Regions from separate parts of the Mus musculus genome. Here regions 1, 2, 4, 5, 6 and 7 are each linked to region 3. The links are chromatin contacts, called in public promoter capture Hi-C maps. All regions are on one chromosome and are shown on one strand. Each heading gives the region's core, a stretch centred on a gene start, on an enhancer-like site or on the middle of the called end of the contact. The rest is flanking DNA. Distances are from core to core; before and after follow the strand shown.

Region 1 (3,276 bases), core at 755-3,254, 2.6 Mb before region 3:
TCTGAGAAGATAAAAACGCCTCAAATAATCTGCCTTTCAGGATGAAAACCCAAGGAATGGGGATTCTCATTCGTAAGCGTCTGCAGTCACTGTGGACTGAAATCCTGAGGATCCTGGTTGAAAAAAAATGAATTTTAAAGTAAGACGAAACCTGAATTCTGTTTTTAAAGCCATCCCCCACAAACACCCCCACAGCTTTCTCACATGGCATCAGAAGGGGGGGAAAATGTATGTGTGTCGCTATATATGTAAGTCATCGCTTCTGAAATAGCAGTTTAAATTAGACAAGTGATGTAACATCAAACCACATGGGAGCGTGGTTTCTGAGCCCCGGGGGAAGCATGTGAGATGCAGCTAAGTCTTCTCAAGTCCTTGCCTGAGATTTGCATACAGTGGCTCCTCTATCAGTAGCCATTTACAGGGAACAACTGTGCAAGTCTAAGTTTGTGGCGTCTGGCAAGCATTGGAGAAGGTTCTCATGACCCAAGATTTTATTCCTTGTTGCTCTATACATAAATCAGGCTCTCAAGTACTTTCCAATTAGTTCCCCTAAGAGGGCAGGCTGGAGAGATGGCTCAGCAGTTGGGAGCCGTGGCTACTCCTCTTGAGGACCTGAGTTCAATTCCCAGTACCTACATGGCATCTCACAATTATCTGTATCTCCAGTTCCAGATTATTCTTGGCACCAGGCATGCATGCGGTACACATATATGTGCATGCAATCAAAATACCCATACACACAGAATAAAATAAATACTTTATATACATACACACACACACACACACATATATATATATATATATATATATATATATATATATATATATATATATATATATATATATGGTACCCAGAGCAACTATTATTCCCTTTATTGCAGGTACTGCATCTCCCACTCAGAGCAGTACCATGCTGGGGTGGGTTCAGGTCAGGACTGAATGCAGCTGGCCTCATCCCTACCTAAAGCCCTCCGAGTTATGTCTCAAGGAGCAATGGATTCTTTGAAGAGCCCTAAGCAGCATCTAAGAGGCTTCTGTCTCCTCAGCTCCTTCCTAGGTTTGCCTAAAAGTCAGCTTATCATGATTTTGTCCACGAGTCAATTCTACCTCAATGGGATCGACATGGGCACGCGCGCGCGCACACACACACACACACACACACACACACACACACACACACGCACACACACACATAATAGCTGTACATTTTTACACTAAGAAATGGAAAGGAAGTAGATGTTTCTCTTTGTTTTTAAATTATTACATTTATTTATTGTGTGTGTGTATGGGTGTGTGTATGTGTCTGTGTGTCTGTGTAATGTGCATATATGCATGTGGGTGGAGGTCAGAACACAATATACAGAAGCTGTCTCTCTCCTTCTACCTTGTGGATCCTGGGAATCGAACTCAGGTCATCATCAAGCTTGGCTGCAAGCGCTTTCTCCCGCTGAGCCTGTGCCCTCTGAGCCCGTGCCCTCTGAGCCCGTGCCCTCTGGGAAGTTATTCTTCAAGTGGTGGAAGGGCTCAACCTCTCACTTAGCCTGCTCCCTTCTTTGGGAAAGCAGCTGTCATTGGACTCCTGTTAGGTCAGTTAATGCTGGCAAATAATAAGCTCCAAGCGAGCAGGGGCTCTACTGCACACTAGTGCGTGCCTGGCTCTTGGCAAGATGCTTGGAACAAAACAGGTAGTCGATAAAGATGTGGTGAATAAATGACTATATGAAAATAATTTGACACCGGGGAGATGCGAAAGGAGCTGACGCTTCCTTCCTTCTGGAGTGGCAGGTGTCGCTGGTGATGCAGGCGGCAGCAGGAAAGTCGTCCCTCCTCCACCTCCAGAGTCCGGAGGCTGGATACTCTAAGGCTGGAAGGTATGGGTTCAGGAGGTTGCAGGTCAGGGGTGCGCAGGGAGCCCCTCGCCGCAGCCATTTCCGGCTCTTTGTGTGACAGCAGCCGCGGCGAAGGGGCTGGGCACCGCGGCCAGGGGAGGAGCCGCGGCAGGCGGAGAGGCGGGGCCGCGGGCGGGGCGCGGCGGTCCGCCGGCGCAGCGGCGGAGCGGGGCTAAGCATCCTGCGCCCCGGCGCGGGGCCCTGCGGTAGCCTCGGGTCCCTCCCCTGGACCTGCCACCGAGCCAGGTAAGGGACTCTCGGAGACAACAGGGCTGATGCAGGAACCGAAATGCTGCCTAGGCGGTGGATGCGTTCCTGAGGATGCGCGAGGGGCGGGCGCCACTTCTCCCAGCCCGTTGGGGGCGCTTGGCTTGGCGCCCGAGGCTACACGGCTTCAGGTCCCTGGAGGCCGGGCTACAGGCCTGTGTTGTCCCTTCTCCCCTCGGCCGCCCCGGGCGCCCTGGGCAGGGAGCGTTTTCCAGAAGTCGTGGGTACAGCGCAGAGCTCCGCGCAGCAGCCTCAGCGGCAGCCACAGCAGGTGCGTGGCCTGGGCCGGAGCCACCCGCCCTAAAAAGAGGCAGGGATAGTCTCGGGGACCAGGGATACCTGCAGGGGCCACAAGCCCAGAGGGGGCTACATCCCTGCACCTACATACTGCAGATCGCCGGGCAGTCCCCGCCTCTGCGGTCGCGGCCACCATCATTCAGCCAAGGCCAGAGAGAGCTGCCTGGGCCCGCCTGACAGGCAAGGGGGTACTGGGCGCCCGCGGTGAACCGAAGCCGGGTGGGGCCGGGGCCACAGCGGCACGGTTTGGGAGAGGAAAGCTCTGATGAGCCGGGAGGCATGGCTGACCTGCTTCGAAGCGTTCTGGCCTATACTAGCGCCTCTCCCCTGGATGGCTTTGGGGAGGAGAAAGGTGGGGTGATGGAATCCTAGGGGTCAAGGTTTCCTTCGTATTTAGCTGCCCACCTGTCTGTTGTGGGAGATTGCCACATCACCTTCAGGAAGGTAAGCCCTCCTGTGTGTACAGGAAGAGGAGTAGCTTGTGGCTAAGGGTGGGGGCAGGGAGCATGGTTGAACCGACTGTTGGTTTTCTCCCGCGACTATCTGGGTGTTTTCCAGTCCAGACTTAGAACTTGGCTAGCCCAATTCTTTAGTGCCCACAGCCCCACAGTTGGGCAGGAAGACTTAGGGATCAGACTGACGACTGACTGTTGCTCCTAAGCAACCATTTCTACCTCTTGACCCCTTCCCTTAGAAGTGACCAGCCTTATTCTTGGGCACAGGCCCTGCAAGAACCATTGCCTAGCACTCAGTGACACCCCCCCCTCCCGCCATTGTCGGAGGACAAAAATATAGATTAATATCTATAGTCGGGATTGTAAGT
Region 2 (3,373 bases), core at 806-3,305, 2.4 Mb before region 3:
AAAGGCCCCCAAACACTCACACAAACCAACAAAAGACAAAAACCTGACCCAAGAAGCTGAGTTGTTTGCCTCTGGTTGATAGCTCAGGGTCCCAAATCAGCAACAAGAGCTCAGGTGTGTGTGACTTCTTGCCCTGCAGACTGTCTGAGGTGCAGCAATCTCCCCCAGAAAGTACACACCTGGTCTCACCTTATCAACATAGTTGGCAATCTCCATGAGCTTGCGTTTGGTGGCATCCTGGTCATGTCGATTCTTCTGAAACTAAACAGGACAAACAGAACCAGGTGAGACAGACCCCTCCACAGCTCTCACCCAAGGGTCTTCCGTGTGCAGTCATTTTTCAGTAATAGCCCTTCCCATGGCTCTCAGCAGGAAGAACCTGAGTGAGATCTATCTTGGCTACCTCCATCTCCCAGGGCAAGGAAGCAACCAGAGCAGATGTGATTATCTTCTTCCAGCCCCTTCAGGTAGTTATTTTCCTGACTTTATATTACAATGCTTCCGGTTAGCTCACTGATCAATCAGAGGAGGGAATGGTCTCTTTGCTTTGCTCATCAACCCAATAGGAAGCCACCATCACACATCTTATAAGGCTTTCTCCTACATGTGGTCAGTTGTCACTGATCTAATGGTTGCTAAACTGCTCTATGGACAAGCTGTGGTGCTTAGCACAAAAGGGGCATATGGATGTCAGGTCTTGATGACACCCTACAAGAGCTTCAGTCACAGTGGAGGGAGAGCCAGAAATAACCATAACAACAAATCCTCTACTTAAGAAAGAAGGACACAATTTAAAAGAGCTAAGAAGCCGGGTGTGGTGGCGCACGCCTTTAATCCCAGCACTCGGGAGGCAGAGGCAGGCGGATTTCTGAGTTCGAGGCCAGCCTGGTCTACAAAGTGAGTTCCAGGACAGTCAGGGCTACACAGAGAAACCCTGTCTCGAAAAACCAAACCAAAAAAAAAAAAAAAAAGAGCTAAGAAACTCACTGAGAACCTACACGGACTAACTGCAGTGGGGGGGGGGCATGCAAATGTCACATAGGGGGTGCTGCCAACAGGGCCATGTGGCATCAACATGGTTTTGCCTTCCACATGATTCCAAGAGGCAGTGCCTTCTTTGGTGAGAAAGACTCTTTGACTTCATCATCACTGTGAAATCAGACATCGATAATGGGGCATAGGAGAGAAGAGTGTGCTGAACTTGATTAGAATGTCTGCCTAAAGCCCCATTAGGAGGCTTTGTATTACCACTTCTGTCTGAAAAGGACAGACCTCTTTCACCTTCAATAATGAAGTAGGGAAATTGTCAGGATGGGAAGACGAAAAGATTTTAGAACTGTAACCTCCCCCTGCCCTAAAGGATAGACATGCCCTGTGTGCTGTCATTTTGACCCAGAATCTGGATAGCTAGTGAAGGTATTGTTAGGTGGGTATTCCTTATTCAAGCCGTTACAGGTTTCCTCCTCCAGCTCTTCCAGAATACCCAAATGAGGTGCCCTAGAGTATTGGTTTGGCAAGGGCTGACTCCCAGCTCTGGTACACCACTTCCTCCCTCTTGTATTAATTCTGCAACAGTCCTTGACTTCTTTGGAACTGACACTCACCAGAAAAGAACTCCTTTGCTACCCTTATCTCCTACAGAGGTAAATTCTAGAACCCTGTTGCATAGACCTTTGCAAACTGTTTAATCTAGAAGTTTCTATTACCAAGACCTCCTGACTTCTAAACTAGTCCTGTGGCAAGAGTCTTTCCACTTATTTAGTAAACATTTATTACTGCATTGGGAAGAGATTTCTGGCTTCCAAATATATTAATCCTATCCTCAAACAGTAAGGCCCAGTGAGGCCACCATAGTTGAAACAGTGTGTCATGTTTTCCAGAAGACTCTGAAGCAGGAGTTGGTAAGCTTATTCTACAAAGCGCTACTGAGTAAACATGATGAGGCTTGGTAGACCACATGATCGTAGACCACAGCTGCTCAGTTCTGCCTTGGTGGAGCACAGCTACCCAGTTCTCCTTGGTTGCTTAGAAGCTTCCAGGATACCATAAATCAAATGGTATGGCCCTGCTCCAGAATAATACTCATAGGAACATGTGATAGGTTCACATGGGCTGTAGTTTACAACCTCCAGTCTTAAAAAATATGTGCTTCAGTGTTACCCTTTCTGAGGCAACCCCGGTCATATAACACGGTAGGCCAGCCTTTCCCAGATATCTTACATCCTGCTGGTACCACCAAAGTTCTTTACAGCCCTATGTCTAAACCCATTCTTTCCCCTCCCCCAACGTAAGCCCCCCTCTTTGCTCCCATTGCATTCTATTTCACTTAATAAATGAGGGAATGTGCCAGGATCCACCCAAGCAGCTCTCTCACACGCCTCCTTGCCTACAGAATGGACATGCTGAGAATCATCCCAGAAGCTCCCACCTCGATCTTGGCCCAGGCAGAGAGCCACTGCTTGCTTGCTTGCTTGCTTGCTTGCTTGCTTACTGCTGACAGCTCTCTCTAGATGCCAATAGCACAACCTCACTGCCCAGAGCTTGCTTTCCCACTCGAAGCATCCCTCTGGCTGCTGTGAGTTCCGAGCCCGGAGATAGCGGCTGTGTCTCAGCACTGGGGGATAAATCACAAATACTACATCCTTCCCTTGATTCATCTTCCTGCATGCTCAGATTAACGACCAGGAATATATTTCTGCCAGCAGATTCTGGGCTGCAAATCTTGCCTGGCCTGATCCAACCCTGACATGAATCATTCAAAGCCTACAGCTGAGAGATGTTCATGACACTGAGAACTGAGAGATCCCTGACTCAGCAAGAGGTACGAGTCATGGGGGTGACTTGTAGCTAAGGGGGTGAGGATGTCTATGTGACTGACTGGTGCTTTTTAAGGGGTGCTTCACTCCCCTGCATCAGTAAGATCCTCTGGGTGGTCCCACAGCCATGGTGGCACACCTTCAAACAGAGCCTTTTCTTGCCTGGTTTGCTGGGAGTCTAGCTACCCAGCAACAGACCACTCCCCAACTCCTCCTCTTCTATGCCTGCTGGAGACTCACAGGTTAAGTGGCTTGTAAAACCCTGCACCAAGGACCCACTGGGCAAAAGAATAATACTCCTCCCTTAAACTGGAGCGGGGGGGGGGGGTTCTAAGTGCCTCACTCCATTGGAGTCTCAGGACATTTTATCTGAACAATCTTAGGAAAAATGACGAAAGACCTTGTATCAGACGATACAAGATATAAAGCTTAAATGGAGAACTCTCTGGGAGGAAAGACCTTGCTTTCCCCCAGGAACCTTCACAATACAGAGAGCCAAAGGTGCCGCTATGGGGTGGGGCTAAGTGGGTTACTTGGCTGGCTTTGAAGCCAACCTT
Region 3 (3,498 bases), core at 127-2,626:
ACTGGATAAGACAGAGGTTTGTAGGTGAACTCAACCTTCTAGTCAAAACAAATTTAACTGTAAACATCGTCTCGGAAATCTTTTGAGACTCAATCTCTATCACTGCCAAAGAAAAAGTCATGCGAACATTCCTTTGTAAACCCACCACTTGGGTAGTAAATGTTCAAAAGACAGGGGACCTATCCCGTCTCCAATATTTCTTTAAGCTATAAGTAAAATTAGCAAAAGGTACCTCCTTATTAAAGAGTGATCCTCCGAGAAACTATTTCCAGCAGTTCTTAATAACAGTTAAAAAAGGGTTCATTAACTCTAGGCTCTTCCTCTTTTAACAACTGACAGGTAACCTTTTGGGAAGCCCAAAGCACACACCCCTTTCTTCAGCCCCGCTAAAGTTAAAGGTTGATTTGAGGACAGGGAGATGCCTCCGCAGCACCTCTTCCCCCCCCCCCCCCCCCACAGCACCCGTTTCTCTAGGGGATCCATCTGCATTTTGCATTAACCCATCTGCCCCAGTGCGCAAGCCAGAGGGTCGCAGGGGGCTGGGGATGCGGAGGCGGGGTGTGCCAGCCATCTGCACCCGCGCGCGTCCCCAGCTGCACACCTGGGGCCGGGGCCGCGCGCGTCGGCCCCACGCGGAGCGCGCCCCACGCGGAGAGCGGCGCGGCGCGCAGGACCCGAGGGCGGGGCGGGAGCAGCTCGGGTTCGCGCTCTCCCTCGCGGCGGAGCGGACAGCTTGCAGTTGGGGGGCCGACGGTACCTTTTGGATAGGTCCATGAGGACCCCGGAGAAGAGCTTCTCCCCGAGGCGGAACGACACGACGAGCGCGTCCTCGATGATGTGGTCCAGCGTGACCCGCACCTCCGAGCCGGGGATGAGGTGCGACACCGCCGAGTCCCCGCCCGCCGGCGGCACGAGCGCCGGAGCTGGTGGCGGCCGCGGCGCGTCCTCGGGCTGCTCGGGGGCGGCCGGAGGCTGCTCGGGCGGCGAGACCGGGACAGCCGCGGGCTCGGGCGGCTTCGCCTCCTCAGCCTCGGAGCTATCGGCCAGCTCCCCCGGCGGCGGCGGCGGCGGCGGTGGCGGCAGCGGCTGCTCGTCGGCCTGAGGGGCGGACTGGCGCCCGTCGGCCTCGCCGTCCGGCACCGCCGCCTCCGTGGCCGTGACCGGGAGGGGGGTGCCGGCTTCGCTGCCGGGAATGGGCTCTAGCTCCGGCTCGGCCTCGCCGGCGCCCCCTTCCCCGGGGGACGCCGCGGTCGCCGCCGCCTCAGCAGCCACGGCCGCCATTTTCTCGCTGGTTTCTCCCTCCTCCTACTCGGGCTGCGGCGGCGGCGGCGGCAGCGCGGCTGGGATCCCGAGGCCTTCCCCTCCCTCCCGCTAACACTCTCGTCCCGCCCTTTCCCTGATGCTCGTGATTGGCACCGCGCCATTGGCTCCGCCTTCCACCCCCTTCCGCACTTCTGTCAACCCATTGGTCAGAAGGAGCCGTCTGTCGCGGGCTGAGTCCCGCCCCCTCCCTCAGAGTAGGAACTTCCCATTGGTCAGGTGAGTTGTCAAGTGGAGAATCTAAAAGGAGTTTGAGGGGCGGGCTGAAGGATGGCAAAAGCGGCGCCCTGTGCTTACAGCCTGTATCTATTGGTTAGTAGGGGAAATACCGCTTTAGGATTGGTTTATGCCCCTGCCCTTACTCGGCCCGTTCTTCGGAGGTGGGAGAAGGGAAGAAAACGCGAGTCGTGCCAGTTCTTTCAAAGACTCCCCAAGGGGGGAATAGCGGGAGAATGCAGAAAGGGAACCACTTCCCAAGAATCTTTGCGCAGAGATCCTTAGAATAAATGTTATTTCTAGGCTTGGATTTGCTTGTGGCCAAGTGTGGGCACAACAGGCTTCTGTTGGGAAAGATAACTAAAGTTCCGAAAATAATCCTGAGACACTTTTTGGGTGCCTATTCACTAGTCAGATTACGAGGTGCTGGAAACAGGGCGATGTACAAGACATTCTCCATGACCACATGACAGGAGCTCCCGCATACACACAAGCGGTGTTTTCCTTGGTTTCACTCTTTAAAATATAAAGGACTAAACTCTAGGAACCTGCTAATTTCAAAAAAGGAAAATTCTAACGAGAAGACAGACAACTGGCATGCTAAATTGACTGTAGTCCTTAGATCCACGGAAAGAGTTCACTATTGAAGCCTTTTCTTTCCTTACCCTCTTCCTTGCCGTGTGCAGAAAGAAAGAAAGAAAGAAAGAAAGAAAGAAAGGAAGGAAGGAAGGAAGGAAGGAAGAAAGAAAGAAAGAAAGAAAGAAAGAAAGAAAGAAAGAAAGAAAGAAAGAAAGAAATCTAGGCATAGTTGCCGGTGGGGCAGCTCTTGGGAGGCACAGGCAGAAATGGCAAAATTCTAGTCCAGACTTAATACAGTTTCAGGATAGACTCAACTGCAAACTGAGATCCCATCCCAAGAAAGAAAAGATGAGGGCTAGGGGAGCCCTCCAGTGTCCTAAGGTCCTTGTTTTTGTGGTTTGGGTTTTTGTTTTGAAACAGCGTCTCCCTATGTACTTCTGGCTTGCCTGGAACTCACAGAGATCGGCCTCCTTCTCTCTGCCTCCCAAGTGTTGCGTTTAAAGACCAATTCTATTTGAAATCTGTTAAGTCTAGAAGGAGCCACTGTACTCATTTCTTGCAGATTGTTCCTCAGTCAGTCCTTTCTAATAGGAGCAATCAGAGGCACTGAAAACACCTACAAAAGAGAAAGAAGATATTTACCAACGTGGAGGGAAGAATGAAATGTCAAAGATTAATTGAATACTATATATCAATATCTAGTACAATCTTACATGGTCCTTGCAATTCGACAAGTGCTATTATACCCATTTTATTTGAAAACTGAGACAAAAAGGTTTCTAATGTTGTTTAGCTAATAAATTACACGGTCATAAGTCCAGGTATTTTTTTATAGAAAAGACAAAATGACAATAAGCAAATATTAGCCAACGTTCTGTCTATTTCAAGCTTAGCAGTTCTCAGGAAAGTAAAAGTCCAATAGAAGATGCCAGTCAAGGAGAATTCAGAATCTCCCTTTACAGCCACAGGGAAAATGGAGTTTGTTTAGAGACCACTGTGTACCACTGACTTTCCCAAACCCTCTCATTTGAAGTCCTGTGTTCTGGGGGTCTAGAGCAATGGCTCAGCAGTGAGGACCATGTGCTTCTATTGCAGAGAATCATAGTTGGTTCCAGCACTCCAGGGGATTCAATGCCCTCCTCTAGCTACCTTGTGCACAAACCTACTCCCAGACATACAGAGATGAATAGCTAAAAGTAGTGAAAATAACCAGGCATGATGGTGCATGTTTTTAGTGAAGGAGACAGAGACAAATGGATCTCAGTTCAAGGCCATCTTGGTTTATATAGCAAGTTCTAGACCAGTGTACTGGCTAGTTTTGTGTCAACTTGACACAGGCTGGAGTTATTATCACAGAGAAAGGAGCTTCAGTTGGGGAAATGC
Region 4 (3,375 bases), core at 176-2,675, 2.9 Mb after region 3:
TCTGGCTTGCTGGCCTAATTCGCTGAGCTGAGATCTACCTGCCTAAGGTTCCCAAATGCTGGGATTAAAAGCGTGCACCACAACACCTGCCTTAAAAGTGCTCTCTCTTTTAAACTCAATGTTATTAAAGCTAGTTCAATCTCTTTTGAGAAGCTGGCACTAGAAAAGGCCAGTTTCTTAAAAAGGTTCAAATCACATGTTGCAGAAATTGATATCCAATTAGCTGTTGACTAATTTTCCTTCTCCTGCCCAAGGTTACAAAACACAGTATCATGTCTCCGTTCACCACTACATTATACAGTCATCCTCCAACAGGCTATGCATCTAATCTAGGTGTAAAGTATAGCCTGATTGTTATGTGAGTCTTAATAAATTCTTAACCAAAAACGGGGAAATGTGACCAGATTAAAAATTTGGTGAAATTAGGTAACTTCACACACCTTTTCACTACGATGAAGATCAACATGCAAGAAACTTGTTATTTAGAAAACCAATCTGACATCTTGGAATCCTCATCCCATTACCCTAGCCTTGCTTGTAAGTGCCTGTATTAGCCTACACGTCATGAACAGAGTTCAGAATCCTTTTGTCTAGTCTCTGGGACTCCCATCGGTGCCCAGAAGACGCATATTCGTTCTTTTGACCTACTTAGCCTTCTGTCAGCAGGAACTCCGGAGGAAATAAAAGCACCCCAAACCTATTTTAGAAATAAAGTGGAGAACAAAATCTTTGAGTTCTACCCGCGCAAAATCTGCTCTGTGGGTGCAGTGCTCCGTGGAGACCCCTCGCCAGAACAATTTACCACTTCTTTCTACCAGCCAGGAACTAACCTTGCCACACCCAGCAGTCATCCCTCTGACACCGTGAATTTTAGGGCTCGGGGTGCGGGAAAGCCAGAAGAAGGAACTCGGGACAAGCCCTGGCTTGCTACCTTGAGGATCTCGCGGCCACCCACGGCCAGAGCCACGTGCCGACTCTGCAGGCCGCACTGGATGTCCTGCGCGCGAGTGCCGGGGGGCACCTGGACTTCAATGAACACCTCCTCCAGGGTCTGGTACCACTGTCCCCACGGAGTCCCGCAAGGAACCACCCCGCTGCGCTCCTCAAACGGGGCGGACATTCTGAAGACGCCACGCAGGCACACGGCTCCGGGAGAGCACTACACCGGCGGGACTAGGCTCTGGGCTTGCCCTCGGCGCCTTGGGGTCACTGCACATGCGCAAGAGTCCAAACTGGCGTGTCCGAGTGTGCAAAATTCTCCCTTTCAGAGCCCATTTAAGACACTCGTGAGCCCTGGTGAAATCGACCGAAGCCTAGAGATGTTGACATCCAAAGAACACTGACGCCGGAACAAAGGAGAAAAGTGCCTGCGATCTTTAAACCTGTGTGACGCCAAAATTCCGACGCGTCCACCGGCCTGTGAAGTGCGCTTGCGCGAACTGGGCTACCCAGTAAAACTGAGTAAAACCAGAAGTGATTGGATAGAGCTGTTTGCGGCGACGATCAGGAGCAGCCTCTTATTGGCTACTAGCTTAAACTTACAAACCTTCCGATTGGGCGGCGGTAGGAATCTAGTGCGCATGCTCTTTGGACCATGCAGGATTGGCCAGATAGGTTTAGGTTTTCTGATTGGCTGAGGGGGAAAGTTGAGGTAAATTTGAATTCAGGCGAGCTGACAGTTTGCTGGGGCGTTTGATTGCTGTCTCATCTGGACCCAGGCGTCAGAATGTCCTTTCCTAAGGCGCCCCTGAAGAGATTCAATGACCCTTCGGGTACGTACGGGTGGGGGAACAGGGTGGGAAGGGGATGTGCCCTCGTTTCCCAGTCATTCGAAAGCCAGGTTAGGGCTGGGGCGGTGTTTGTTTTTCTCCAAATTCACGCAGTAAACACCTGGTTAGCGCAGTGTGGGATGGTAGAGACGCGGCCCTACGTGAAATGAGGTCATCCCTGCACACAGCGAGTCTTCAAGCGTGAGATTCCAAAATATGCCATCAACACCATGGAGAAACCACAGCTGGTTGAAGGGGATTAGGAGTTGGCAGGCGCTACTTTTCTTTTTAAAAAGAAGTTACTCTCTTTAGAATTTTCTGCATTGACATTGCATTCAGATATAAAAGCATAAAGACTGAGAAATCTGTTCAGTAAAGACAGCTGCCCACGGATTCTTTTCCACTCGTGAAACAGTTCTTTGGAATTTCTTTTTTAATATTTTATTTTTTTAAGGTTGATTTATTAACATGAGTATACTGTAGCTGTCCTCACACACCAGAAGAGGGCCTCAGATCCCATAACAGATGGTTGTGAGCCACCATGTGGTTGCTGGGATTTGAACTCATGACCTTTGAAAGAGCAGTCAGTGCTCTTACCCACTGAGCCATCTCATGAAACAATTCTTAAGTAATGTTCAGCATTTTAACAATAGAATAGTGGAACTTGGTGTGTAGATGACAGAGTAAATTGAGTGTAGATGGTGATAGCATTTAAACAGTTAGAATAAAGTAATTTTTAATGTTTTCACCTGTAAGAAATAGACACTTCCAGACCTAGTGGCCTGAGCTACATAGACTGTCAGTAACTCACACCTACAACAAATTAATAGCATGTTGGAAGTAAATGAAAAATGAGACTGAAATCCACTCAATTTTATGAAACTAAATTGGCAGAAATGGAGTGGGAACCCAGACTTCCAAGGATATATGCTATGCTCTTAAGGGCTGTGGTTTATGCACAAGTAACTAGAGCCTTGGGTGTGAGGTGATAGATGCTAACTGTGCAGCTGTACTGTCGTAAGGTCTATATGTTATTCCTTTGAACAGCTAGACGAGAAAAGTACCAAAGTTGTACTCTTTACAAATGAGAACATTGAGAGAGTTTCTGACTATATTATGCAGCCAGCAAGTAAGTGATGGAGCGGAAGATGAAAGGCCGGTTTATATCCTCTGTAGCATGTACTGGTTAGTAGTCTCTATCTGGTTTCTATCAACGTTCCTCCATTCACAAGGTCAAGTGAGTGATCAGACACAGCCATCTCCATGGCCACACCATTTCCAGGGAACTCAGACAACTTAGGTTCTACAGAACAGGGTAGATGTTTTTGTTTTGAGACAAGGTCTCTTGTAGCACAGGCTAGCCTTGTACTCCTGCTGCCACCTCCCAAGTACTGAAACTTAAGAGACCTGCACAACACACATGGCTCAGCTGCTGTTTGGTTTTAAGGAGCAGTAGTTAAGGCTTACAGTGTCAAAGATAATATGTCAGATATTTAATATTTGTAAGTCCATGGCAGCTTTTTCTACCTCAAGGAAACTTAAAGCATCCTGGGATAAAGGAGGGAATCTAACTTTTTTTTTTTTTAAAATTTGGTGTGTTCTCCCT
Region 5 (3,604 bases), core at 955-3,454, 2.6 Mb before region 3:
GTTGGGCCTGTACATAATATGGTAATAGTCCTCCAAGCAGGGCTCCGAGGGTGACCAGGAGATGATGGCTCCTGTGTGAGACACGTTCCCAACCTCAATGTTCATCCCGGGTCTGGAACCAAATCACAGTGAAGAGTGACATCCTCCCTCCTACATCAGCATTTGACATCATCCTAGCCGCTGCAGACTGAGCGCATGAGATGGCCACAGATACTGACATCGTTAGAGAGACAAAAGAAAATGGACGTCCGGAGGTTAAGCTAGTAAGCCAGTGGTGGAATACAGGTAGGAATGAGGACTGGCTCATGACAAAGCTAGCAGCCCTCAGGCTCAAGATGTACCCACATCATCCCGGCCACAGCCCATCCTGGCTGAGATCCATCACTGACAGTGTCGTTCCCAGCCCTTCCAAACACAGGCAACGTGAAGAGAGCTCTGAGGGCCTACCTTATGCTTCTCAGCTCAGTCCTGACCTCTTGCCTCTGCTGTGAATGCTGTAATGTTACCTAGAACATTCTGCCCAATGGCTTTTTTTTTTTTTTTTGACAAGTTACTTTTCCCATGACTAGTAGAGATTCCCTCTGGCGCCCCCCAGTGGCGATCTACCTCAAAGCTTCTGCAAGTGTTTTGTTTTGTCAAAGCCCAAGGTGCAAGAAATTAGTTTCTCAGATCAAGGTCCTCAGCTCCCAGGATAGCTTAACTTCTAATTGCCCCATAACTTCTAAAAGTAGCAATAGTACTATGACTTTTGTGACTGTCTAACCCACTAGTTCCCAACTTTCCTAATGCTGTAACCCTTTAATACAGTACTTCATGTGATGGTGACCCTCCAACCATAAAATTGCTTTTGTTGCTACTTCATAACTGTAATTTTGCTACCGTCATGACTTGTAATGTAAATGTTTGTGTTTTCCAATGGTCGTTTGGCCCCCAAAGGGGTTGAGAACCACAGCAAATCGGCAGTTGCTGGATCCAGGCTGTGCCAGGTGGCTTCTCCCACAATAACAGACTCCATTCCCATCTTATTAATGAGCGGCCTGGAGTATCAGCTCACAGGAAGAGAGAGAACTTACCCACTTAGCCACTGTATTTCAATGCAGAGCCCCTGAGTTCAGTAATAGATTATTATTGTTGATTATTTATTATTATTATTATTATTATTAAATTATTGGTAAATGAGGTACCCTGGTTGGCTGTATGGCAGATGAGCCCTGTTCAGATTGTAAGCCTTTCAGCTTTGGTAAAGGAGAGGCATCAAGGTTTTTGGGTTTTCTTTCATTCTCTCCGATTGAGAGAAAGCTTTCCTTCTGAATCCCCCCTGATCAAAAATCTAGACAAGCGTTGCCAGGCTCTATATGTTCCGGTCTCCCTCTGCCTTCTTCTCCATTCCCCATCCCCAGCCAGAAGTGCAGATGCTGCGGAAGATTGAAATGGCAAGCGGGCACGTTCAGCCCAAAGTGAATATTAAGCCAAACTGATTTCTGTTTCTGGGCTTGTGTTGTTAGGCTAGGTGAGCCAGGGGAAAACGTAACAGCGTGAAGTAAGTTTTCAGTCCTTGGTTTCCATCTCTAAAGACAGTGACATGCTTGAGAAAGCAGCTTCCTCCTCTCCACGTGGCTGGGAATTTGCACCCAGTAAATGGGAAATACAAAAGATGAGGCAGGGGTGTACAGAGCCTCCCAGAGATGGCTTTCAGAAGGAAACGGACTTACTCTCCCTCGGGTCTCTTGATGTATGCCCACCTCCCCACCCAGGGACCTACATACCCAACAAACACACTTCCAACCTCCGTAAGTGGGCGGAATTCATACCCTGTTAATACACAGGCGCCCTGTAAGGCCCTCCCATCGGGGTGATCGGGCATCCTGTCCTTGTACACATACCTCCCCTTCTGCTTGCCTCCCCCCTGCTGCTGGCCATCTTATAGCCTGGGTTCCCTGCAGCAGACGTTTCTAAGAGCTTCCACCGAGACTGCTTCTACAGCATCTCCAGCTTCCAGGGACAAATCCATCTCTTCGTATTTATTTTTTTTTTTCTCCCCGTCTTCTGTTTTTAAACTCTTCCCATTTTTAGCTATCCAGTCCCCACAGCCTGGCCCCTCTCCAGGCAGAGTGTGAAAGGAAAAGCCATTTTTATTTCCAAGACAGCCATCCATGCCTCTTACCTGATGCTCGCAGTGTGTCTGGTATAGACGTCTCCCCTCTGAGCCGGAGCGGACCGGATCCCAGGTGACGAGCTTCTCCCTCTTCTCCCTCCTCCGCACCAGGCTCTCCTTGATGTTTCTCACTCACCACTGAGTAATCCCACTGTCGCCCCCAACGCTCACATTATTCATTCTTCAGATCAGCATCATTCACCATGGCAACCAGCAGGCATCTACGCACAATGCTTTCAGGGACCAGTCTGAGTAGGCTTTTGCCAGTGAAAGGAGCTTTGGTTCCTTCAGCAAGAAACGAGCAGGTTGAAAAATTTTGCAGGTTGATCCCCAAGATAGCACATTCTTCTAGTGCTTGTGTATTTTCTCTGTAGTTGGCGCTCTCTCTCTCTCTCTCTCTCTCTCTCTCTCTTCAGGTACACATGTTCATGTCATACCTATGTAGAGATCAGAAGGCAGCCCTTAAGTGTCATTTCTCCAGAACCGTCTACTCTCTGTTTGAGACAAAGTCTCTCATGAGCCTGGAATTTGCACCCAGCAGGCTAAGGCCAGCTGGCCAGTGAGCTTTGCAAGCTCTGAGGTACAAAGGCACACCCCCGTGTCTGGCATTTTTATGTGGGTTCTGGGGATTGAACTCAGGTCCTGAGGCTCCTTGAGGTAAGGGGTTTACTGCTGAGCCATCTTGAAGGCTGACCAGTGATCATTGTCTTACTCCATCTCCATCTGTGGATAGTGGTTTCAAATGCAAAGATGCCCTTCGGTTCTGTGGCGAACTTGTCCCCTCCTTTCCTGTCCCACTTCCCCCCTGGAAATTCTCCCCCTCCTTCCTCTCATTTCCTGCAGTGCCTCTACATGATGGTTCTGGGCGAGATTCTTGTATTGCCTGGATCCCAGTTCCTTCAACTCTAAAGCTTCGAACACCTCAGGGGCAAAACACGGGTACCAACATTTCAAATACCCTTGTCAAGATTGCTCAACCATTATCTCCCATGGACTGGTGGTCCCTCAACATGAACTTTAGAGCATGGCTTTAGAAGTAGAGCCTTCATGGGTGTTAATTAGTTAAGGATCGCGAGATGAAATCACCCTTGATCACTTCTATGGAGTCTTTCTAAGAGAATGAACGTTTGAACCCATGGAGACACACACACAAGAGGAGGCCATGTGGAGGCAGAGGCAGGAGTGGAAGCAATGGATCCATGAGCAGCGGGCGGGGATAGGGGATGGGGATGGGGGGACGGGACAGGGGAGCTGTCCTGCAGACGTGCTGATTTCAGGCTTCCTGTCCACAGAACTGTGTGAGAAAGCATCCTGTCACTTATGAGCCACCATGTTTGTGCCAGTCTGTCACAGCATTCTAGGAATACAGCACATCTCCCCTCCTGGCTGAGCTCACACTCAGCCTTGGAGTTCTGAGCACAGACATATGAATGAACGGCTGCTTGCCAG
Region 6 (3,537 bases), core at 952-3,451, 3.0 Mb after region 3:
CAGACGCCCAGATCCCTCTCGCTGCGTTTCCCCAAAATAGTTCTGGAATCATGCCTGAAATGCCGGAGGCCATGGAACAGGTAAGAGCTAGCAATTCAAGACTCGGTGGCGGCTCGGCGATGCGCTAAAATCGATTCCAAACCGCTGCTACGAGCAGAAAGGGTGTAAATAAAATGCTAGCCGGTACCATTTATTTCCTTAAGAAACGTAAGCTTGGTACACAGAATAAACTATCTAGGGTTTCTGACCCAGGAAATCAAGCCCAGTTTAATAAATAAGACGTGAAGCAGAACGATAATTTCATTCTCCACATTGAGTGCAACTGTAGTGAAGGCTCTGTGTAGTGCAAGATTTAACCCGTGGTGCATGCCCAGGTTTTTTGTCTTTTGTCTTTTGTCTTGTGGAGCTTGAATCTGCTAATGGGACTTTCAGTTCCAGTTTGCACTCTTTGAGACGTGACTCCCCAACCCCCATCGGAAGTCAGACATTGGCTGTAAACAGAGCCTTTTCTTATTAAATAAGCTATACCCAACTTTTGCCTGACTTGTGTCAAACCGTACTCTTATATATAGGCAAGCAAACATTTTCTCACTCTCTTCACAAGGTTGCTCTGAGAATCACACTAATTGTGGAAAATTTTGAGTCTTCCTATTGAGTACATTTTATGATCCCCTCTAGGAAGCAAACTACACACACATCAACCAGAAACTTGAAATATTCTCACTTTTAATTAGGATGAGGGATCTTGGATTTGTCCCTCCCTCGGACTTCTAATTATTATTATAATTTAGTGTTGGGATAGCTAGCCCTTTTAATAACCATAAGACCCGGATTATAAAAAAAAAATTCGAAAAGTAGGGAGCCTTAGGCTGCCTTTGTTTGCTCTTCCAAAGAGTGAGGGAATAAATTCTTTAGTGGGGGGGGGTGGGGTGGGGGGGTGGGAGAAAAACTATCACCTGACTGAGGAAAACTTTTCCCAAGGGGCAGCTTAATCCTTAGTCTAAAAATAAACCAAAAGGATTCTGAAAATGAGGCCTTTGGGGGTAATTCAGGCAGTGGTCACGTTTTGGGGCGAGTTTTGAAATCCCTTATCGTGGGTGTCTGGATGGGAATAGATTGTTGGGTAGAGAGTGGGCGGAGAAAAAGTGTGCCCGGGCTTTTTTTCAGGGTAAATTTCACTGGCTTGCCTGTTGCTGTGCTTCGGAGCTTGTAACCTGCAGGTTACAGTTGAGAGCTGAGTCAGACCCTGCGAGCTGTTGTTTCTGATTAACTTTTGAACAACCACACAGGGCTGGAAGGAGCGCCTGGCATTCCGCCCTTCCTTGGCTCCCTCATTTTAAGTCTTAGCAGCTCCTCCTTGGCTTGGCTCCAGCAGCCCCGGGCGTCGTCGTCCCCTAAGTGAAGCCTCCAAAGGGCAGCCAGGACGCCTGTTAAATCTACTTAAAAGTTGACTGGGCTTGTTAGCACAGTTGAGTTTCTCCTGTGGTTCTGCGGGGGGGGAAATACGAAGAACCTGCCTTTTAGAAAGTAACATTCTCTCCCACACCTTTTTATTTTTAATTAGCTAAAAATAAACAGTTTTCAAACTTCACAGCATTTTTTTTTTAGCATTCCAGAAAAACATAGCTTTCAGGGATGTTAATGACTCTGAGCACAGTCCTATTTTTATTCTTTCTTCTTGCCTTAAAGGACGAACCGCACCTTGCCTAGGTTGGTTGTTCACTCCTGTAACCCTTTGATGCCTTTGGACAAGGAAACTAGAGAGGATCAGAAATTGCAGGTCTTTCTCTGAGCCCAAGGCCAGCCTGAGGTTCGGACTGCCTAAAACCAACTCAGTCCAGCCTTAGCTCTGTGTTCACGGGACAACCCTTACCTTCTTGCCTCCTAACTTTACAGATGTTTTAGTCTATTTTCTATAATACATGCTTGGTTGACTCCTAGGCATTTCGCAGTCTGCAAACCTAGGCGAATCGATTCCTTACCCTTCACTAAGAAGGAATAAGTAGGAGAGATTTTAAAAAAACAAACAAAAAAGCCAACACTCTTAAACCCAAGGAAGCCTGCATCCATCGCTTGGCACCAGTGCCTGCGTTCTAACGCTCTATCTCCTTAAGAACTGGCACATGGGCTGACAGCGTCCCTTGAGGTTCCGCCCCTTTTTGAACGCGTGGCGAGAGGCGGCCAATCAACAGGCGCGGCCAGGGCGGCGGAAGCCGGAAGCGGCAGCCGGGGTCGGCCTGGGCCTAGGGGAGGAGGGCCAAGGGCGCGGGCGCTGCGGCCCCTGGCAGTGCTGCGCTAGTGGAGCTTGCGGTCGCGACTGAAGCGGCGCAAAGACTGCGGGCATGGTGGGCCGGGAGAAGGAGCTCTCCATCCACTTCGTCCCCGGCTGCTGCCAGCTGGTGGAGGTGAGCTTCGGGGCATGGAGCCGGGGTGGCGCCTTTGAGTTTGTTTACCTCTCTCCCTGTAGGGCTGCGCTCACGCCCGCTGCAGCCCGGGGAGCGCGGAGGTGGAGACTCCCGGTGCCTCCCGCCGCCTCCCGCGGGCTGGCTCCCGTTTCAGTAGTCATCATCTTTGTTTTGTGTTCCTGGATCTTTAAGGACAGGGGGAGAGTGACTTTCCATAAATGGCGGTGTCGGCGGGGTCAACTTGGTGAATTCATAGTTTGCACGGGGCGGGTTCCTTGAGGCACTTTTAAGGCTGTCAGGATTTCCGACTGTGCGGTGCTGTGAACGCTCAGGCTCCCTGGTAGGCAGACGGGCACCGCCTCGAGTTTATTCAGGAAGGTTTGAGCAGGAATTCCAGTGTTGGGCTTTTAGCTTCTACGTTTTCTGAACCGCTGTATTTTGCGTGGTGGAAGACTGCTGAAAGAAATTGCATGTCTGGTAAACTTCCCCCAGCATGTTTCCAAGTCTGGTCCACGGTCCCGTGTTTCAAGCCCGTTAAGTACTTACTGACCTACAGAATGTATCCAGCACAGTCGATGAACTAATGTGTCTTGCTGATATAAAAACGCCTAGGATGTGGCCAGTTTTTTTTTTTTTTTTAATGCAAACTTTTAATTTGGGGGAGGGTCCTGTGCTTGCTAGAGTTACTAGAGATAAGGGAGTCCCTATTGAGATGAGGGATTCTTGTTAAGAGTATACCGCCATAAGATTAGGCTATTATTAGGTGAACCTGTAGCGCCTTTTCTTAATTGGCGATTGACTTGGGAGGACGGAGCCCCTGGGCTGTTATAGTCCTGAGTTGTTTAGGAAAGCTGGCTGAGGAATTAAGCAGTTTTCACAAGGCCTGTGTGAGCTCCTGCCTCCAGGGTCTTGTCCTAACTTCCTTCAGGGGCGAACAGTGATGTGGAAATGGTAAGCTAAGTACCTCCTGCCAAACAATGCTTTGATGTTTTCACACAGCAATAGAAACCCAAACTAGAACTCAGTATGTGTTGTCCAGGCTGGCCTTGGACTCAGATGCTTCTGCCTCGAGGAGTGCTGGGATTGAAGATCTGAGCCACCACAACCAGTTGATAATGGGAAATTTTTACAT
Region 7 (3,493 bases), core at 713-3,212, 2.8 Mb before region 3:
TGAGAAGCTCGATAGCTCTAAGTTCAAGGCCAGTTTGGACTACACAGTGAGGCTGGGCCAGCCGGTGCTAAAGATCCATCTTTAAAAACTAAGTAAATATTTTTAAAATATATAAAAGTGGGAGTAAGATATGGTAGTGGTCTGTGAGGTATTAGAGGAGTGTGGAAGCGGGTATGATCAAAACACATGTGTGTTTGTGTGTGTGTGTATAAAATTCTCAAAGAACAAACATATTCTGAGAACTAAGGAAAAAGGGTCTGTATTTAGGGTGCTTTTATATGGTACATGATATACTATTTTTTCATGTCTGACTCCTTTTGGTAGGCATATGTTGGAACCTACTCTGGAAAAGAACATTTATATGCAAATGTCATATGCCTTATTTATTATTCTTTCCCATAATCAAACTACATATGGTATCTATTAATCTCATGTCGTTCACTTTCCTTTTTACTGTACAGTGGTCTCCAAACCCAAACACTTAAAACTCTCTTTACATCTTGACAAAAATCACCATTGTTGCTGGGCAGTGGTGGCGCACGCCTTTAATCCCAGCACTTGGGAGGCAGAGGCAGGTGAATTTCTGAGTTCGAGGCCAGCCTGGTCTACAGAGTGAGTTCCAGGACAGCCAAGGCTACGCAGAGAAATTCTGTCTCAAAAAAACAAACAAACAAACAACTATAACAAAACACCGTTGTTAAATTTCATATTTCAAATATTTTCCAAGGTTTCTGAAGGAAGCCACATCTTACAGTATAGTAGAGTTAGTATAGTACAGTTTTCTTAACACATTAGCAATTTTTACATCTTTTCTACATAAATTTAAAACCTAAATCCCAACATATATGGTCAAAATAACCTTTGCTTTTTCCAATTTAAGTACATTATACAATGAGAAGATTCTTGAGTGCTTTCTCACACTGATGTACACTGCCAATACCTTAAATCTGAGGGAAGCAACTCCAAATTCTTCAGATTGTCTAACTGTTAGAGCTAATTCAGGGTGTATATACCTAGAACACGAAAGTCTACTTGTAGCCACTTCAAGTCAACACCTGGCCTAAATTTCATCCCCCGAAGGCTTTTGAAGTTGGGGATCTGCGCTTCCCTTAGCCACACCCACACTAAACCCGCAGTTTCCCGAAGGTTTTTAGTAAGTGACAGATCCGCATCCTCACTCCAATCATCAGGACGGTACGACTACTCCCAATTTGACTATAGAGACAAGAAGCCAATTCCCAACGTGCAGAAGGGGGTGAATTGTACAACGGGAATCCGCATTAGTTTTTTCGGGCGCAAGTGCAAACCCCCGTAACTTGGGCATCCCGCGTTAGAGCGGGCCACCTTACAGAAACCGCCCATTACCGGTTCAAACTGAACTTTTCAAAGCCGCTGGAGGTCGTGACTCGCTAACACTAACAAGATCCAGTGTCTCGTGGGTGCTTTTTTTTTTGGGAGGGGGGGGGTCCGCAAGCTCAGACACTTGGCTCACTTTGTCCCCGTGACTGGGTCCCCGCGGAAAGTCTGGTACAGGATGAATCCGGCTCCGACCCAGGCTCTCGCTCCCCTCCCCCAGCCCCCGCGCTCCCAGGCGGCTACTGTCACTTTACCAATGGCGACAGGGCAGGCTAAGACCACGACATTATAAAAGCCCGTGGCGTGGGGACGAGAACTCGGACCTCCCAACCTCCCGTCTGGCTTGTCGTCCGGAGAGAGCGGTACTCGGTGTACCTTCGGCCGGCCGCCTGCCTCAGGCCCCGGGGAGGCTTCGCGGAGGAACCGGGAGGAAGGCTAGCCCGGGCGTCCCAGGCTGTCCCGCGCCGGACTTCGGCGCTCCACGCCGGGAGAGACGCAACCGCGGGGGCGGAGAGACAGACTTAGGCTGCGGTCGCCAACCGCCGCCGCCCGCTCACCTCAGCTCTTTCTTGCTTTTCCGGTAGTGACTTTTCCTCAGCGCAGCGGAAGCACAAGTTCCGGTTGCCTTCTCAGGAAGAAGCCTCTGACGCGGGCCTCTCATTGGCTACCAAGGCTGTCCTATAGCAGGTCCTACTCCCGCCCTAAAGATGTTGCACATGCGCACTTTCGCATCTCCTGCTTCTCTCGGGAAAGATCCGCTGTCTGGTTTCTTGGTCAGGTCAGGAGAATACTTCTTCGTACTTTTTGTTAGTAGAAGAAAGTACTCTCTAGTAATTCCATTCCTTGCAGCCCCCACTTTTATACGAGACTTTTAAAATTAAATACTTGCCTTATGTAAAAGTCAGAAAATACAGATAAGCAATATATTTAAAAATTATACTAATGTAATCATCAAAAATGTTTTTTAAAAGCAAGATTGTACTCTATGATATATTCATATATATGGAGATATTTGTGAACATGATTAAGAATAACATCCTAAACCTTCATTTTCCCCCTTCCATTCACTTTTATTTTCATTTAGGAATTCAAAGATGTCTATAACAATCCTTCCACAAATTGACAAGTGAAAAAAACTTAATATAATTTTTTAAAATGGAGGGAGTGGGTAATTTCACTGTGTAGCCCAGGCTGGCTTCAGATGTCTCTTCCCAGCCTCTGGAAAGCCAGAGGTATAGAAATGAGCCATCAGGACTAGCAAGAAATATTTCCATTTTGGCCTTTCCCTGAGGGAGAGGAGGAGGGGGAGGGAGGAGAGAGAGAAGAGTTGTTAACAGATGATATGGGAGTCGTAAGATGCAGTGTTGCAAACTAAAAGTAAGATAAACAGCTCTGCTTCACAAACAAGAATGTCTCAGTTTCTTCCTTTAAATATGTGGAGCATTGCAGGCATAAAAACAAAAGAAGAGTCTACTCACTACCAACTTCCATAGTTATATGAGCCCCATCATTTTGTCTCTAGTCTGGTATGAACCTCTAAAAGGTAAGGGCTCTTCGTTTTTTCCTATACCCACAGATTTATTATCTTACTGAAAGTGTACTAGGGGTTATTACACTGATAGAATGAATGTGTGTATGCACATGGATATATATGTATATATGACTTATCCGAGTGACTTACAAGATGCAGTTCAAGTAGTCCAGCAATGGCTGTCTCAGCCCTGAAAGGCTGAGAATCCTGTAGTTGCTCAGTCTAAGAGGCTGGATGTCTCAACAGACCCCCACCTGGCATTGGAGACCTGGAAGATTCCTGGAGAGCCACAGGTCTTCAGTCCATGTTGGAATCCCAAAGAAGTTTGGTTCTAATACTGGCAAAGGAATGGCACAGCAGTGGTACAGATGAAGTTGCCAGTGAGTGTTAGAGCAAGCAACCAAAGAGCAGTTTCCTTTCTTCATGTCCTTTTATCTGGGCAGCCACAAGAAAATGCCACTCAGTCTTTCTGCTTCTAAAGATTAGCCATCACCCAAAGATAAGTTCATGGGTGGAGAGCTTGCCTAGAATAATACATATAAGACAACCCCAGTACTACATAAGGGATAGCCATGTCATGTTAGGGACTGGTTAAAAATACAGTTT

Evidence for each region. Promoter capture Hi-C pulls out the DNA fragments that hold promoters and counts their contacts. Capture Hi-C pulls out chosen DNA fragments and counts their contacts.
Region 1: a promoter capture Hi-C map of liver shows a contact between it and region 3, with 3 times the contacts expected there. The contact joins the promoter of Cyfip2 here to the promoter of Pwwp2a in region 3. A contact is called at or near these places in 3 of 39 promoter capture datasets (the C10 cell line, hippocampal neurons and pre-B cells), 1 of 115 datasets of contacts at active chromatin or transcription factors (astrocytes) and 1 of 9 other capture datasets (liver).
Region 2: a contact with region 3 is called in a promoter capture Hi-C map of embryonic stem cells, with 3 times the contacts expected there. The contact joins the enhancer-like site here to the promoter of Pwwp2a in region 3. A contact is called at or near these places in 5 of 39 promoter capture datasets (the 3T3-L1 cell line, embryonic stem cells, hippocampal neurons and 2 more).
Region 4: a promoter capture Hi-C map of embryonic stem cells shows a contact between it and region 3, with 6 times the contacts expected there. The contact joins the promoter of Nudcd2 here to the promoter of Pwwp2a in region 3. A contact is called at or near these places in 14 of 39 promoter capture datasets (the 3T3-L1 cell line, the C10 cell line, the HPC-7 cell line and 9 more), 1 of 484 Hi-C or Micro-C datasets (regulatory T cells), 10 of 115 datasets of contacts at active chromatin or transcription factors (astrocytes, embryonic forebrain, embryonic stem cells and 5 more) and 2 of 9 other capture datasets (adipose tissue and liver).
Region 5: a contact with region 3 is called in a promoter capture Hi-C map of pre-B cells. The contact joins the promoter of Fndc9 here to the promoter of Pwwp2a in region 3. A contact is called at or near these places in 4 of 39 promoter capture datasets (the 3T3-L1 cell line, the C10 cell line, hippocampal neurons and 1 more), 1 of 115 datasets of contacts at active chromatin or transcription factors (large pre-B cells) and 1 of 9 other capture datasets (adipose tissue).
Region 6: a contact with region 3 is called in a promoter capture Hi-C map of pre-B cells. The contact joins the promoter of Mat2b here to the promoter of Pwwp2a in region 3. A contact is called at or near these places in 17 of 39 promoter capture datasets (the 3T3-L1 cell line, 3T3-L1-derived adipocytes, the C10 cell line and 11 more), 3 of 484 Hi-C or Micro-C datasets (B cells, CD4 T cells and nephron progenitors), 4 of 115 datasets of contacts at active chromatin or transcription factors (astrocytes, effector CD8 T cells, extraembryonic endoderm stem cells and 1 more) and 1 of 9 other capture datasets (liver).
Region 7: a promoter capture Hi-C map of adipose tissue shows a contact between it and region 3, with 4 times the contacts expected there. The contact joins the promoter of Med7 here to the promoter of Pwwp2a in region 3. A contact is called at or near these places in 2 of 39 promoter capture datasets (the C10 cell line and pre-B cells), 1 of 484 Hi-C or Micro-C datasets (muscle stem cells), 1 of 115 datasets of contacts at active chromatin or transcription factors (astrocytes) and 2 of 9 other capture datasets (adipose tissue and liver).

The regions. Positions count from the first base shown.
Region 1 is chr11:46,311,086-46,314,361 of GRCm38.p6, reverse strand. It overlaps Cyfip2 (cytoplasmic FMR1 interacting protein 2), which reads left to right and starts at 2,004. Exons shown (of 31, transcript NM_133769.3): 1 at 2,004-2,135.
Region 2 is chr11:46,115,308-46,118,680 of GRCm38.p6, reverse strand. It overlaps Adam19 (a disintegrin and metallopeptidase domain 19 (meltrin beta)), which reads right to left. Exons shown (of 23, transcript NM_009616.4): 8 at 190-261. Among named protein-coding and RNA genes, the nearest start is that of Mir8100, 15 kb to the right of the region's middle. Within about 2 kb of position 2,055, at least 67 of the 459 cell types and tissues checked have an H3K27ac peak or open chromatin away from gene starts, as enhancers often do. A contact at or near this core is called in embryonic stem cells, where this site is marked.
Region 3 is chr11:43,679,876-43,683,373 of GRCm38.p6, reverse strand. It overlaps Pwwp2a (PWWP domain containing 2A), which reads right to left and starts at 1,376. Exons shown (of 2, transcript NM_027557.1): 1 at 758-1,376. The coding sequence starts at 1,281. It overlaps Gm34963 (a long non-coding RNA gene), which reads left to right and starts at 1,310. Exons shown (of 2, transcript XR_388594.3): 1 at 1,310-1,539.
Region 4 is chr11:40,731,711-40,735,085 of GRCm38.p6, reverse strand. Nudcd2 (NudC domain containing 2) reads right to left here and starts at 1,425. Exons shown (of 4, transcript NM_026023.5): 1 at 932-1,425. The coding sequence starts at 1,120. It overlaps Hmmr (hyaluronan mediated motility receptor (RHAMM)), which reads left to right and starts at 1,649. Exons shown (of 18, transcript NM_013552.2): 1 at 1,649-1,772. The coding sequence starts at 1,727.
Region 5 is chr11:46,234,157-46,237,760 of GRCm38.p6, reverse strand. Fndc9 (fibronectin type III domain containing 9) reads right to left here and starts at 2,204. Exons shown (of 2, transcript NM_177075.4): 1 at 2,165-2,204; 2 at 1-112. The coding sequence starts at 105. The region is part of intron 23 of Cyfip2 (cytoplasmic FMR1 interacting protein 2); the gene reads left to right.
Region 6 is chr11:40,691,346-40,694,882 of GRCm38.p6, reverse strand. Mat2b (methionine adenosyltransferase II, beta) reads left to right here and starts at 2,201. Exons shown (of 7, transcript NM_134017.2): 1 at 2,201-2,405. The coding sequence starts at 2,343.
Region 7 is chr11:46,435,430-46,438,922 of GRCm38.p6, reverse strand. Med7 (mediator complex subunit 7) reads right to left here and starts at 1,962. Exons shown (of 3, transcript NM_025426.3): 1 at 1,732-1,962.